2 separate regions of the Mus musculus genome follow, and region 1 is linked to region 2. A link is a contact called in public promoter capture Hi-C data. All regions are on one chromosome and are shown on one strand. Each heading gives the region's core, a stretch centred on a gene start, on an enhancer-like site or on the middle of the called end of the contact. The rest is flanking DNA. Distances are from core to core; before and after follow the strand shown.

Evidence for each region. Promoter capture Hi-C pulls out the DNA fragments that hold promoters and counts their contacts.
Region 1: a contact with region 2 is called in a promoter capture Hi-C map of liver, with 4 times the contacts expected there. The contact joins the promoter of Cyp51 here to the promoter of Lrrd1 in region 2. A contact is called at or near these places in 21 of 39 promoter capture datasets (the 3T3-L1 cell line, 3T3-L1-derived adipocytes, the C10 cell line and 13 more), 15 of 115 datasets of contacts at active chromatin or transcription factors (the 230-238 cell line, the SCID.adh cell line, bone marrow-derived macrophages and 4 more) and 3 of 9 other capture datasets (adipose tissue, embryonic stem cells and liver).

Annotation. Positions count from the first base shown.
Region 1 is chr5:4,100,860-4,106,151 of GRCm38.p6, forward strand. It overlaps Cyp51 (cytochrome P450, family 51), which reads right to left and starts at 3,838. Exons shown (of 10, transcript NM_020010.2): 1 at 3,275-3,838; 2 at 2,069-2,167; 3 at 319-495. The coding sequence starts at 3,448.
Region 2 is chr5:3,843,200-3,848,456 of GRCm38.p6, forward strand. Lrrd1 (leucine rich repeats and death domain containing 1) reads left to right here and starts at 1,974. Exons shown (of 6, transcript NM_172879.3): 1 at 1,974-2,247. It overlaps Krit1 (KRIT1, ankyrin repeat containing), which reads left to right. Exons shown (of 17, transcript NM_030675.3): 17 at 1-1,316.

The DNA.
Region 1 (5,292 bases), core at 2,588-5,087, 260 kb after region 2:
CGACCCCAGAAACACTGATATTGACCCTTAACACAGTGTGGGCTATGTCTATTATGGCCCTTACCGGAGTTCACCAGGCACTTGAGTCTGCTGCCTCATCTATATTCTATTCATAACACGTGAATGAATAAGATATGAACAAGCCTTGCCAACCAATATAAAACAAACCCATGGTTTCTTTCCAAGTGTCACAAATTGTCAGATTTCTTAAGCTAGGGAATAAATTAATTCTTCATTACACATGTATAACATTACACAACTAGTTGGAACTACTGTAGTTTAGATTTGACTTTTGTCCAGGACAGAAGAGCCACCTACTGCATTTGGCACATCATATGCAACTCCCTTCCCAAACACAGGTGTTGTCAGCCGACCGTAGACTTCTTCTGCATTCAGGTCTTCGTTTTTACTATTGAAGAGCAGCGCAGCTGCATCACTCCCCAGAAGGTAAGTGAAGGTCTTGCCCACCATGGTAAAGCTAAACACAGGTCCATACTAAAGAGAAAAAGATCCAAAGTTCTGTTACAAAGACATTTCTTACATCACAGAATAATACTTTGCTGAAAAGTTCCAAATATGCATAAACTTTGAAGCAAATGCTTTCATCTGGTCATATCCCACCTCCTGTCTTCATCACAAAGTCAGTATAAATATGATTTCTTCTTTTTCACTACTTATCCTGAAAATATTTTCTACCATGCAAAACATCAGAGCTCATTAAATGTCACTGTTAGCTTTAGTCCGTTGCTCTCAGCATTAGATATATACCTTTTTAAGTATGGTTTTGTTCTATACTGGCTATATTGAATTCTTTAATCAACATCTATAAGAATATAAATATTTTTTCCCTCTTGTTAAAAATTAATTTAACGGGGCTGGTGGGATGGCCAGGTAGGTAAAAATCTCTTGCCATCAAGTCTGGTGACCTGAATTTGATCAGCAGAATCCACGAACCAAATAACATCAAAGAATCACTACCATTAAGTATTTGCACAAGTATATCAGAAGGAGTGTGGTATAACAACTGGTGTATGGCTCTTTTCTTGCAGAGGATCTGAGTTTGGTTCCCAGAACCCATACTGGTCAGCTCACATCTGATTATAGCTTTATCTCTAGGGGATACAGTGCCCTCTTCTGGCCTTGGCAAGCAACTGCATTTAGGTGCACATACTAATAGAGACACAAAGACTTTTATACAATTTTAAAACTGTATCTTTTTTTTTCCTTCAGTGTCAAGAATAGACTTAGGATGCAGGAGGTGCACAGAAGACCCAACACCCTGTAGCTGTGGAGCTGATGATAGTCCGTGGCTGCTAAAGGATGGGGAGTCAGTTTCTTAAGGATGTGACCCTAAGTAGGTTGACCATGCTCTAATGGAGGCCCTACTCCATTCATATGTAGAGGACACTAACTGGACTCAGTGTGTTGTTTTGTAGAAAACGGTATAAAGTTGAGAGGGAGACATGGGAGAACAAGGAGGAACTGGAAGAGGGAAGTGGGATGTGACTACGATTGAAATACATTGTATACATTTATAAAACTCTCAAAGAATATTTTAAACGATATTAAAACAAAAGAGAGTTCAGTTAAATAATATTGGGAAGTGAAATAATTAACAAGAACCCCAGAGCCAGTCTTTGGAACAAACGGCTGATCTGATGCCAAAGGACTGTTTTCACAGGGAAGAAGCAAAGACTTGAGTACCCACACCGTCCAAGTGGAGGCTGAGATCCCACAGGATGGACAGAACCAGGGGTACAAGACACAACATTCCAAAGATATATCAGTAAGAAACTAGCTGTCAACTCTGACTATAATCCACGAAAATAAAATGTAAGACTATTTTTAAAAACGTAATTGTTAGAACTACAGGTTTCCTCACATCTCAGAGACTATATCCCAGGACAGACACTCTGGGAAGCTAAGAGCCAACAAGGCCTTTTCCTTTTATGTTTTCAATACTGCCAATAAGCAGGGAGGGCACAATCTTTTTACAAATGTCTTTCTATTTAAAGAAAAGCACTTCTCTACACTAGAGTCTCTGCCTCTGTCTGTTCCGAAGACTTACCTTCTCATATGCATTTTCCAGAAACTCAATTGGACTTTTCCCAAATGCTATTGCATGGCCAAGGAATGGAATTGGAGAGTAAATATGTGGTGGACTTTTCTGCAAAAAGAAAATGAAAATTTTAGTTTTCATTTTATTAATAGGAAAGTTTCATATGATAGCCTGCTTAAGAATAATGTTTAAAAAAACCACACACACACACACAGTATAGTTAGACAAGGTTTAGCCTCAAAAGAACTCAAAACAGAAATGACTACACAGGAAGGCACTGCACACTCAAGGGGTGAAGGCTGGAAGATATGCCAAGGTGAGCCTTGGCTACATAACAAGTTCTACAGCCACCCTGGGATATAATAAATATCTCAGAAATGATGATGATGATAGTGAGCTTTTGAAATGTATCTAATGAAAGTAAGAAATAGTAACTGCCTATCGATCCCTTGGGTTCAGAGATTAGTTTTAAAGCAACTTGGTTGGAACTTAACGCTGGGTTAAGTTTTTACATCCCATTGTCAGTTTCGAAGGGATGGTTTTCAAAGCTACCAAATGTTGATTACAAGGGTATTCATGAACTATATTTGGAAGGCTTGAAATTAGTGGTTTGGTGTAGCGCTAAACTAGAGAAACAGTATTTTAACAGCATCACAGGAAAGCGCTTCCCACACTCTCAAGTCACTTATGAACTGTCTGCAATTTCCCTGACACTGCTATTAATCATCGTTATGCCCAATAGCCCACAGTATACTAAACACACAGGGCAGTATCAAGAGTGATGGCCACCGGGGATGCAGCTACCCTTAACTTGCCATCAAGGCCCTCACAAAGAGCCCAAACACCTCTGACAACCAACAGTAAAGTCAGTACAGTGCTCTGCACTTAAGAGTCATGGATGGCCAAGGCAATCAGACCAGCCAAATCCATCCAGCAAGGCCTCCAGTCTGCACATCCATCACTGACTACAAACGCTGCAAAGTAGGATCCTAGCCAGAAGTTCAAAGCCGCTATCACAGCAGAAACGGCGACGGCCAGCACAGCCCCCGAGTTCAGGTTCCAGCAAGGAGACCAGAAAGACCACCACAACAGCAAAGATCAGGCACGGGCGTCTGCAGCCGCCACCCCAGCCTCCCGCGCGCCCGCCACCGCTAGCGCCCCCCGAGCCCGCCCGCTTAGCCGGGGCACAGACTGAGGACCCCGAGGTGCACGTACCGCTCCAGCGGGCAGCTGGACCATGTGGCCCACGGCGAGACGGAACAGGTAGACGAGGCTGAGAGTGAAGGCGCAGGCGATGAGCAGCGTGGAAAGCAAGTTGCCTCCTGTCACCTGCTCCATCGCCTGTCCGAGCACCCAGCCGCCTGACTGCAGCAAGCCCAGAAGTACCATCCCGACCGTCGCTTCGATCCGCCCGGTAGGCTGGGGGCCGAGGTCGCACACCGCTTCTCGGAAAAGATGGAGCAGGAGAAGCCGGCAGATAGAAGTCGGGAGGCGGCCCCGGCCTGATGGCTTAGTCTGGCCCGGGCCCTTCACACGCCCACAGACAGCTCGCGCGCCACCAGGACGTCACAGACGGGGCGGGGCTTCTGGTGGCCACGCCTCCGTCTAGGTGCGGGGATTCTTGCGCCACCGAGGGGACCTGAGGAAGCAGGCTCTACCGTGGCACTTGGACTCGGTGAAGAAAGTGATGGCTGCACAAATGATCGCGCCCCGAGAACCGCAGACCACGAGGTCCCGCGTGCTTAACGAGCACGGCCCCGGCAGCGGGCACGGACGAGCCTGGCGGAGGGATCTCAGGACCAGATTGGTGGCGGACAGCGGCAGAGGCGAAGGCGCTCTGTGATTGCACCACGCGCTGCTGAGGTGATCTCGGCCTATGTGGCGTCAGCAGAGCTGGCGGCCCGGGCACCGCCCCCTCCGTGGGGCGCCCGCCTCTGCGGCTATTCGCGGAGATGTCACCTCTGGGCTTTGTGAGACCAGCCCTTCGTGAGCCCTGCACCACGAATCTTGGAAAAAAAAAAAAAACACTCCTGCAGATGCAACCTGGAGGGTGAGACCATCGGATCACCCGTACAATCTGCTTGACAGGTTGTTCGTGTAGGGCCACATTGCTAGCAAGTGATAGTTGTTTGGTGTGCTGCTGTACCAAGACAAGTCTTTTAAAATAAATACAGGCCATAAAGTAAACTGAGGCAGATGTCCCCAAACTCCTGTTCTGATAGCTGGATCTGAAGCAGGAGTTACCCTGATCTCACTACAAATAAAGCACCTCTGATGACATGTTTCCAAATTAACCCTCCTTCCAGATCTTTGGCAGGTACATTTATTTATTTAACCAGGGTTAAGAGCTAGATTTTTTGCTAAGTTTGGAGATGATTGTGCAGTGATTGGCAAAACTGCAAGCACCTCCAGGAATGAGTAAGATGGTCCAGCCACCGTCTAGATAATTCCACCTAGAGAGCTCACATTTTATCGTAGTCAGTCAGTGAAGCCCACTCATTACCTCTTCCCTAGGGTGACTGCCACCTGCCTATGTAGGAAGTGCCTAGTAGGAAGTCTATATAGGATGGACACTGCTGTATACCAATATCCTCCTGCCTCAGATCAGTCACAAAATCTTGTAACACTCCATTTTTATTGTCACTGCTGTAGGTAAGAGCCTCTTTATTTCTGGCAGTAGTATCTACAACAGGAATTTTGCTCACTCATTTCTAAGCCTGTCTTGTGTGCTACGTCTTGACTTACTGGAGTGACTTCAGGCCATTGTTGAACTTGAAAATTGCTAGGGGAAAGACCAGTTCCACAATTATCCAATTAAAGAAAGCTTTATTTAATACTGGCCAGGAAGATGGACACTGGCCAGGTCCATACCCATGATTCCCAAAGAATGGCCTCAAGCTACATTAGACAGGTGCCTGTAGAGGCCAAGCCCACAAAGCTATGGTGCTTCCAGCCTTAGTCCACTGGGGACAAGCATCCTTCCAGTCAATGCATCTCCTGCCTGTGTATCATCAAGCACCTCCTGTGCAGCTGGTGCAACCAACCTTGTCTACGGAAGTGAAAGTACATGAACAACAGACTCCAGAATACCAGGATGTTATCTGTCAGTGGGCAAGTGGGCCTTAACATTGCACACTAGGAATCTCAAATATGGAAATCCTAAAAGATCAAAACCCTTAAATAAAGATCAAAGGTACAGTGTTATTAAAAAAAAATGATGCTGTTGATCTGTT
Region 2 (5,257 bases), core at 724-3,223:
TTTTGGTTTTGCTTTTGTTTAGTGTGGGTTTTCAAGACAGGGTTTCTCTATGTCCTAGAACTCAGACTGGCCTCGAACTCAGAGAGCTTCCTTTTTCTGCTAGGATTAAAGATAGGTGTCACCATCACCTAGCACCATGCCATTTTGTATTAATGTGACTGCAGTATATCTTGAAACCAGATGTGGTGGTTTGAATGAAAATAGCCCCTTTGACTCACAAGTTTGAATGTTTGATTCCCAGTTGGTAAGGCTGTTTGGGAAGAATTAGGAGATAAATCCTTGTTGGAGGAGGTGTATGAGGCCCAGTCCCCTCTCTGCCTCCTGCTAATGAATCAGATGGAAGGTTCTCAGCTTACATATCATGTAAGCACATGCTAGTGGCCATGTCTGACCACCTGTTGCTGTTTCCTACCACAGTGGTCGTAGACTAACACCCTGTAACTGTTAGCAAGCCCCCAGTTAATGCTTTCTTTCATAAGTTGCCTTGATCATGGTATCTCTTCACTGTAGTAGAACAATAACTAAGACACTGGGTATGGTAATGCCTTCTGTATTATGTTTGCCTAGGACTGCTTTGGATATCTGTGATCTTTGTACTTCTATATCAATGTTAAGATTTTTGTTTTTCAGTTTCTGTGAGTATGGCATGAGAATTTTGATTGGAATAGCATTGGTCCTGTCTATTGCTTTTATTAGGATAGTTTCTTTCACAACTTTAAGTCTTATCCATTAGCATGGGATGTCTTTCAGTCTTTGTTTTCTTTGAACCTATGGGTTTTGGGATTGTTTGTTTACTGTTGTCAATTCCCTGATTTCTCTAAGTGTGCCATTGGTATGCAGTGGATTTTTATGTTAATCTTGTATACTGCTGCTTTGCTGAAAGTCTAGATCAGCTCTAGTTTCCTGATGATATGTTAGGGTTTCTTGTGTGTAGTATTGTATCACCAACTGACAGCGATACTTGACTTGTTTCCCAGTCCTATCTTTTTTATTTCCTTCTCTTTGTCATGTTGCTGTACCTTGAACACTATTTTAAATAGAAGTAGAGAATGGCCAGCCTCATATTGTCCCTGATTTTAATAGAATTGCCTCACGTTTTTCTCCATTGAGCATTTTATTGACTATGAGTCATATGTAGCTTTCATTGGATTGAAGTATACTCTCTACGGGGTTTCTCAAAGGATACATTTTCACTGTGAACTGTATTTACTCATAACTGCCCAAATTTCTTCAGTTGATGAGTGAGCAGACAAGTATATCCATATATGCAATAGGATGCTACTCAACAATAAACAATTGATGAACATTATATGAATATGACCACGAATATGAAGTTCCAGTTCACTGAAATAAGCCAGACTCAGAAGGTTAGCATTCCTTTTAGGGAACATTCTGGAAAAGATAAAACCACAGGGCAGACGGTATATAGCGGTTACTGGATGAAAGGATGGGTGTGGATAAACATGGGAACATAAAGGAGAAATGTAAAGAATGTGGGGGAAAGGGAAGAATATTCTCTGATGGTTGAAATAGCATGTGACAAAATTCAGTTGGATCAGAGTCTATACATAAATTTTAAACACATTTTTAAAAAAGAAGTAGTTTTTGTACAAGTTTGAAAACTTTTTTAAGGGGGGGGAGGGCTTAATAGAAATGTGTAAGTACCCAAATTTACTTAATGTCTAGTCAAAGAAAACTATTAGATAAGTGTGTGCTGTCCTGCCGCTCACCTCAAATTACCTAAATCGCTAGGCTGCAAGATCTCCTAAGGAGAGGACAGTCAACCAGCAAACTGCCCCACAGCTGGCCAGAGAAGGCTGCTGGGCAGCTGAATGACAGCAGGGCTCACCTAAAGCAACCCTTGCGACCAAAGCCAGCTCATAAACGCCAGAGGGAGGCGGGACACAACGGAGCCTGCGCAACCACCATCGCCACAATCACAGACATTCGCGCGCGGGCGTGCCCCCTGCCCACTTCGGAGAGCCACAGAGAGGCTCCACGGGACTGATCTAAGGACTGCTAAGCCCAGGCTAGGTTCTTTTCCCGCCTCCGCATCCCGCATCTCGGGCATCTCGCAACAACTGTAGAGGTGCGCATCCCCCTCCCTTCATGCTCCCAGCCCACCGCTTCTAGCATTTGCATTCTGTCCCAGGCTGCTTTAGCCTCCGCTCAGCGTTCTTCTCCCTACACCGGTCGAAGCATTGAAAAAGTCTTGTAGTTACCTGGATGGCCACATCGTTCAGATAGGTAACAAATTACCGTGTATCCTCAACTCTACTAATACTTGTTTAAAAAAAAAATAGTTTGATTTCGTTTTTGCTTATCTAATTGGCAATGTGTTTTTAAATAGAACTTAATGCTCATGAGAACGGAGATTTTTCTCAAAAACATTTTTTAGAGTGTTATTTATATATTTCAGCCTTTACAACATTTGTGGGACAGAGTACATGTGCGCGCGGGAAGGGGTGCACGGGGAAAGAGGACTCACATATGGAGGTCAGAGGACAAGTTGTTGGAGTCCTCTTTGACCTTCTGCTTCCACCGTGTGGGTCCCAGACATCAAACTCCTGTTGTCAGCCTTGGCAGCAAACGCCTTTCGCAGTCAAGCCATCTCACTGGGTAATTGATAGCAACTCCGGCAGTGGAATACTTTGAGGGCTAGGCTGGTAAAGCTTGTTTTTCAGATACCTGTTTTCAAATAAGTTCACTGGTTCACTACCATGAAGATGTTAACAGTCTACACTACTCAGTAACGTAGTCACCGGAAATACATACGGCTATGACTAGGGAGCTGCCTTGTAATTTCACTTATTTTTCATTGGAAAAGATACATGTTGTTAGTGTTTACCATATTGGAAAATACCATATATTAAGGTCTTGATGTTATCTCTTTCTCCCTGTGGGGAGAAGGCATGTAATATCACCAACTATTACTTCTAAGAAGCTGTATAAGACATCATACTTGCTTTTCCAGTACCTAATTTTCCTTTGGGGTGTCCTATCCCTCTATACCAGTGATTCTTAGCCTTTGTGTTGGGATCTCTTTAGGGGTCAAATGAACCTTTTACAGAGATCACCTAAGATCATTGGAAAACAGTCTTTTACATTTCAGTTCATAACAGTAGCAAAATTGCAGTTATGAGTAGCCTCAAAAATAATTTTATAGTTGGGATCACCCCAACGTGAGGAACTGTATATAGTAAAGCGTCTCAGTAGGAAGGGTGAGACCACTGCTCTATACTACAGCGTCCATAGCATTTGTGATTTAGGGGAGGCAGATGCTACCTCAGGCTTAGGCTCAACCATGCATGTGGATTGAAAAAGCATTCTTGGAGTTCCAGGCCACAGTCATGGATTCAGTCTTGGACATGTGAACTTGGACAGTGGAAAGGAAGCTTTGGTCTCGGGCTCACTTATCCTCACTCTGAAACACTACAGTCCTCGTTTTTTTAAAAAGCTTTGGCTCTTAAAAACTCTCTGTGTGCCACAATGTAAACATACATAATACCATAATACATAATAGCACTTTTAATTGGTTCCAATTAAAGTGGGATCTGATGATACAAGCTGTAAGCCCAGCTGCCCAGGCAGGGGGTTAAGAAAGGAGAGCTCCGGGGTTCACATCAGTCTGGGCTACAGAAAACTCCAGTCTTAAAATAAACCAGTAGATCTTCATATTATATTTAAATCACAAAGAAGATGAGCTTTTCTGCATAAAGATAACCAAACACCTGACTTCTTGAACTCTGGCCTTAAACCCCATATGGTCAACTCTCACTGAGATCCAAGCAAGAAGTTTTGTGAGACATGACACACTGATTTTAAAACGCATGTGGAAACGTCAAGGCCTGAGAATAATCACCGTCACTTTGAAAGGAAAGTTGGAGTGAGCACACTTGCCCTATCAGACACAAGGTTTATTGGAAGGTTGTAATAATTAAGATGTGTTATTAATAGACGGAAACAGGACTCGCAGGAAGCACTTCCAGATGCTCTTATTCCAAGCAGAAAGCACTGGCGAGTGCACCATCCACTGAGTTGTTGGGTGCCTTTGGCTAGGCTATGAGAAATAAACTCCATCCCTATCTCTCAGCATCCACAGGGCTACATGGATCACATAACCAATTAAAGAGCAGACACGAAAGATTTCGGAATTTGTGGCTTCCCTACTCTGCCCCCATCTCTGTAATCATTCAGTTAAGTTCTCCTCAAGGCACCAGTTTGAGTGGGTCTTCTTTAGCCAGTGGAATCTTGTTACCAAAAAAAAAAAAAAAAAAAAAAAAAAAAGCTTTTTTAAAAAATATATATATAAATATTTTAGCTTCCCATATTGTCACCCATGCAATATGTCTGGATTATGAGTTAGTAAATTTCTCCTTTGTAATGCTTAATTAGTTACTGAATAGGTAACTTTCTTACTGAATTCCTACTGAATTCCAAGTTTGTCGGCTTCAAGTATTTTCTGGGACATTGGAACACTGGCGAAGGCTTAGCTATGTCAGAATTCAATCTTAAAAGGCACTTATAATAAGATAATACGAAAAGAGAGCACGTGGATCCATACACCAGACTAACTCATAACTGCCCAAATTTCTTCAGTTGATGAGGAGCAGACAAGTATATCCATATATGCAATAGGATGCTACTCAACAATAAACAATTGATGAACAACATTATATGAATATGACCACGAATATGAAGTATTAGGGTATTATAGGGTATTAGTTTACGGGTTATGAGAACGTCAAAGTTCCAGGAGGTGAGTTTCTGTGAAACTCTTTGCCTCGTGAGTGCTCCGAGGCCTCTCGGCCTGCCAGGCAGACTTCACTGGAGTGTGCGTAGCGCATGTCCATCAGTGGATGAACAGATAATGAAAATATGGTTCATATACACAATGGACTTTGATTCCACCATATGAAAATAGAATTATAACATTTCCAGGAAAATGGAGGTGACAGCAAAACATGAAGGTGTATGATGTAATCCGGAATCACCTGAAGATTCTTGATTTTAATCTGTATATATGTGTAAATTTATGTGTGTGAGTGCAGGTCATGAAACTAGAAAGACAACCACAGAGGGGAGGACGAGAATTTGAGGGATGAAGAGGAGAAAAGCAAACAGAAAGAGGAGGTAATGAAATACATGTAACATGAGAGCAGAGGAGATTCAAGGTAGGCAGATGGTGTGAAAGAGGAAAGGGGGTAGAAGAGAGGGGAAGGGCATGAGAAAGAATAATGTGGAGCTGGGATGTAGC